2 separate regions of the Hordeum vulgare genome follow, and region 1 is linked to region 2. A link is a contact called in public Hi-C data. All regions are on one chromosome and are shown on one strand. The core of a region is the stretch at or near the end of the contact, and the rest is flanking DNA. Distances in the headings are between cores, read along the strand shown.

Evidence for each region. A called contact is a pair of places that touch in the nucleus more often than the background predicts.
Region 1: a Hi-C map of leaf shows a contact between it and region 2, with 3 times the contacts expected there. The contact joins the promoter of LOC123447564 here to the promoter of LOC123447546 in region 2. A contact is called at or near these places in 2 of 6 Hi-C or Micro-C datasets (leaf and seedling).

What each region holds. Positions count from the first base shown.
Region 1 is chr4H:21,107,863-21,110,562 of MorexV3_pseudomolecules_assembly, forward strand. LOC123447564 (glutamate decarboxylase 1-like) reads right to left here and starts at 1,373. Exons shown (of 6, transcript XM_045124171.1): 1 at 1,005-1,373; 2 at 688-892. The coding sequence starts at 1,096.
Region 2 is chr4H:20,799,899-20,802,598 of MorexV3_pseudomolecules_assembly, forward strand. LOC123447546 reads right to left here and starts at 1,425. Exons shown (of 7, transcript XM_045124152.1): 1 at 1-1,425. The coding sequence starts at 773.

The DNA.
Region 1 (2,700 bases), core at 123-2,622, 310 kb after region 2:
TTCTTATGAAATGACAGTATTAATCCTTGTTGATCTCGAGAAGTGCTTATTCTCCTTGGTTTTCAAACAAATTAGGAGAATCCTCATCTCTAGGAGAATCTTCTGTCGGCACGAAATAGTGATACTACACGCATGGCATGAACTCTGTCCAAATTAAAGCTGAAGGCTGACTATACCTCCTGGTTTTGTCACTTGCTGCTAGCCTGACACGACTACTGAATGCCCAAGTGGCGAATCGACCGACCTTTTTGTTTCTCTCGGTGACATCTAGGACGCCTAGATAAACTTGAGAGCAATGGAAAAGAGTTCCGGAGTCCGTTCCTGCTACATAATTCGTCTCTTTTACACGCGTACATACATAGGAATAAAAATCTGAAACTGTGGGCAGAAAGGTAACTGAACTCTACATATAATAATCGTCGCTAGGGTAGAGGCAAGATACGAACGCGCATATGACGTGGGTGCTCGATCATTTTCTACCATTCCTAGTTTTCAAACTTCCATGCAGGATCACTGGATCAGGCCAAGTGGAGCAGTCATAAGAAGAAGGAGATCTCGATAGCAAATCAGGGGGACTCGAGCACGCAGCAGGTTGGCGATACCGGGGATTAAAGTAAAGAGATGACCGAAGTAACGCCAAAGTAAGCAGTAAATGAGTAATGGAATGGGATGGGAATTAATAGATACCTGGAGCTCGGTGGTGACGGGGTACTCGTCCATGTCGACGTAGTTCTTGTTGATGGAGTCCATCATGAGCTTGTTGCACTCGGGCTCCATCCAGGTGGTGACGAAGGACGCCAGGTTCAGCCGCGGGTTCCCGTCCAGCATCAGCTCGTCGTTGATGATCTGGTACGCCGCTTCCTTGGGGATCGAGTTCTCCGGCATCCGGTACCTACGTACATGCCCATCCCATCCCATCCAAATCAATTAGCATCCATCTCCATGATCCATGATCCATCCGCCATGCGCGCGCGCGCACAAGCAGAGCGCTAGGAAGGACGCACCTTGGCAGGGAGGCGCGGACGTAGCGGGAGGCGAAGGTGGAGTGCACCGAGTCGTCGGACGACCCTCCCGACGCGGCGTGGGAGAGCACCATCTTGATCGCTCGCCGGCGGCGAGGACGGCCGATCCGATCGGAGATGGGGGCCGGCGGTACTGGCTAGCGCTGATGCTGCTGGGTTCGTGCTTGATCAACAAACACGAGGGTCAGGGTCAAGCGCGTTACCAAGGAAAGCGGGAGCGTTTCCTATTGTATGCGCCGTGCTGGCCGGGAGACAAAAATGGCGGAATATTTATAATCGAAATCGAGGGGGTGGGGGAAGGGGAAGATTTTGACGAAGGGGAGGGGGAAGCTACGTACAGCCTACATTTACATGTCACCGTTCAAAAAAAAAAGCATGTAGTACTACATGTGACGCAGTCACGCAGCGTGATCCCGTTCGCCATTCGTCTACGTCTTTTAGTTTTACCGTTGGTTCATGGTTGGACGAAGATGTTTCTGTTCCCGTTTCGTTCGGTCACGCTTTATTCGACACTTGGGGGTCGATGATGCCTGTTCGGGGCTGCGCGCTCCGGTGTCTGGTGTTGGCCCTCCCAAGGTGGAGGAGAAGCTTCCCTCTTTCCATTCGTCGGGTCGCTTTCCCTCTGTTATATTGCTCTTTTGACTCTTCTTTTTTTCGCGCTTTGCTTTCGTAAATTGGCAGCTCAAGGGTGAGGGCAACTCCAACTGACGACCTCAAATGATTCAGCCGCGTTTGTTTGGGATGAAACGGACACAAAACATGACCTAACGCGCGCAAACGGATAGACGTTCAATTTTTGTTCGTCTTGGAACCAAATTTGAATCGTGTTTGCGTCCAAACGGACAGCGCGCGGATGAGACGTACGCTCTTGTTCTCATTTGGGTCGTCCGTCGACGAGACAACGCCTTCCATTTCCCTATCTTTTCAAAAACCCTCCCACCCTCTTCCGACCCCGCCTCCATGGTCAGCGCCCCGAAGCCTGACGCCACCGTCGGCCGGGTCGCCGCCAAAAAGAAGAATGAGGCTTCGAAGCCTAGGCCGCCACTCACGCCGGCGGATCTTGAGAGACTCGGCCGAGAGTTGGCCAAGAGAAGAGCCCAACAGTCCGTTCAGACCCGGAAGAAGGCCATGTCCGAGTACACCCTCAAGGTGGCGACCGTGCAACACAAGGCCGCCATTGAGGACAACAAGGCCCTCGTCGCCAAGGCCATGCAACAAGCTACGACGAACGCCCTCCTCATGCTAGGGTTGTGCCGACCTACCGGCTATTCTTTCGGCCGCCTCCATGGCCGTGACAAGCACACGTACAATGAATCAAGTTTTTTAGTGAACATTCATAAACCTGATAATTAAGTTAATTTAATGTGAGAACTATGTGACGAATAATGTGACAAGTAAGTTATAGTAATCTGGCAAGTACCGACGAAAACAAAAGTTATCGAAACATGTCGGCATGGGATCTACTTTTGAAGATCTCGTCGCGATAAAGTCAGTGGTGAAAATGGATAGATAAATCTTTTTTAAAATGCAATGCTGCTAAACGAGCTCTCCGAGTTGTGCGCATCAGCCGCACGGGAAAGCGAGTGTGCATTGTGTGCACTTTAGATTTTCCCTATTTACTTTCATGACCTTGGACTTGACCAACATGTCTCCGAGGAGACGGTTTTGGTTTGAGAAC
Region 2 (2,700 bases), core at 175-2,674:
TGGGACTTCCCTGAGTAATACTGCCTGTTGCCCTCATCAGGCGGCTGCCTCTTTGCTGGTTTTCCAGAACCATCGGCATTGACGCTCTTCTTCGTATCTTTCCTGTCATTTCCATCCTGGTGAGTAGTATGGTAGCTAGACGACGGGATTTCAGTAGGAAATGGAAGCACTGTCTTGACTGCATAGCCATTCAAGGGTTCCTCCTTTTCTGGAACCAGATTCTTGTCACTCGAATGGCCTGGTTCATGGACCTCACTTCTCCCCGCGGTGTCAACCTTCCCCTTCCCTCTTCCAAACGACACCTTCTGCTCCAGCACCGGACCAGGCTGCTCGGTCCCGACGCCCCGGTCCCTCTTCTCAGCTACCGATGTGCGGCGATGCCGCGGCACCTCCTCGGACACGAGAAGCTCGGCCAGCTGCTCCACGGTGCTGTTGGCAATGCTGAAATTCCACGGATACAGATCCCCCGTGTTGTTGCTCTCGAGAGGCAGGCCAATCCCGAGCCCCTTCTTCCCATCAGATCCGTTCGCCAGGCCTCCCACGTCAATCTCCTTGACGATGAACTCCCTCGACGAGTCGGCGCTCCTCACGGAAGAGGCGGCGCCCCTCGGCCCCGCGGTGGAGCCGCCCTCCTGCTCGTCCTCCTCCTTGGGCGGCTCGGCCGCGCGCCTCTGGCCGTTGGTGGCGCTGAGCTCCCCGCGGAGCGCGGCCTCGGCCTTGGCGAACCGGTTCTTCTTGAGGAACTCCAGCACCAGATCGATGTTCTCCGCCATGGTTCCCTCCGGCACCCGCAGCGAGACCCGGCGGGAGGCGCTGGGAAGCTTAAAAGGCCGCGCTTTCCGGGGCCCGGGGCCGGCCGAACCGAAGCTTCAGGCTCGCGAGGCCGCGGAATGCGCCCGCGAATCGAGCCCGCGGAGCTCCTCCCCGGAGCCGCGCTCTGCTCCCGCGGCAGCGAGGAGTGGAGCAAGGGGCCGGCCAATCCCTCTAGGGCGACGCGGAACCGCAGGCGCCGCTCCGCAGAGCGAGCGGGCGAGGGAGGAAGCACGAACCCGCGGGAGCCCGGCGGCGCTCGAATCGCGGGAGGAAAACCCTAGCCGTCCCCTCGGCCCCCAGCCCGTCCGCCGCGAGCGGGCGGGAGCGGCGGGGCGGAGGAGGGAGGGAGGGAGAGGGCTAGGAGGAAGCGGGAGGCGGGGCGGATCGGCGGCGGCGCGGGGGCATTGGGGATCAGGGGGCGGCCGGCGCGGCTGGGGGCAGCATATTCGCAGTGGTGGTGGTGGTGCGGAAAAGAAATGGTTTTTTTCCTCGCTCCGTGCCGGCTGCGGTGCGGTGTGGTGTGGTCGATCCGGGGTGGGGAATCGAATCGAGGAGGGATTTCTGGGGAGATGATGGATGGATGGCGATAAATAAGTAAAAGAATCCTAATTTTTTCCCCCCTCTCTCCCTTGCGTGTGTGTGTTTGTGGGCGGCCGTTCAAAACGAAATCGGTCCGGGCGGGGCGAGAGTGACCGTTCGGCGCTTTCATTGGCCTCGCAATTGGATTGCCCTAAGCAAAAGGGAATCCCATCCCATCCTGTCCCAGGTATCTCGCTGTAAAGTGCATCTCGTCTTGGATGCCCTATACCCCATCTAGGCTAGAGGTTACATACAACTACTCCTACAAGATGTGCGCTTTTTTTCCCCGTCTACAAGTATGTATAAAGTGACGAGGAATGTGCGCCTACATTCAGGTTCCATGCAAAGTTCTACTCCTATATGAGCATGAAACACACATAGATATACTGATCAAAAAGGTTGGGTCGAAATAAAAGTTTTCCCGTTGCAATTCCAATTAAAGGTTCTACACAGGGAAAGGGAAAATAAAACCTAAGATCCGCAAAAAAAGGAAACTAGGAAAATAAAAGGCCGGTGCTCTGCGCCCGCGCGCGGCACGATCCGCCAACTGCCGCGCGTCCGTACCGTTAGATCTTCATGCAACATTTTTTTTCACAATGCAGCAAAGTTTCGACGCGATGCAGAAATTTTTTCATCGGTTGCAACAAGAACAAAATTTATAGCAAAAAAATATCTAAGTGATCGTAACAAAAAAAGAAGTTGATGGTGCGTGGTAGCAAAAGTCAAACGCCGGTTGTAACAAATATCTACGTGAACGTGGATGCAACTTTTTTAGTAAACGGTTGCAGCAAAAAATGATGCCGGTTGTAGCAAAAATTAACACGATTGTAGCAAAAGTAAAAACACCGATTGTAACGAAAAATCCAACGAACTGGAGTTGCAACCAAACGTATATCCAGCTTTTTTACTGGACAAAATATAGCAAAAAAAAACGCTTGTAGCAAATATGATGGTGGTTGCAGCAATTTAGACGAAAAAAATGCTGCATGCCTAATCAGCGGGTCGTGTGCGGCCGGCTGAACGGTTCGGCCGACGCACCGGCCAGAAACGTTTCCCAAAATGAAAATATAGGCCCTTGCGCGAGAAAGTGTCGCGGATGGCTGGTTTTTTTTTTCTTTCTATCTTTTGGGTTTGCATCTAAGATGTTGGGATTCCACATGAAGCTCTAGAGGGAAAAAGATTGAGTCCTTCCTCCGAAGAAAAGTCGAGACGTGGCGAATAGGAGATAGAAGCCCTTTCGCGGCAGAAAGTGACGTCTATGTGGATTTCATGGCTTGGCTAGGTAGGTCACGTTCCGTGTGGTAGAGC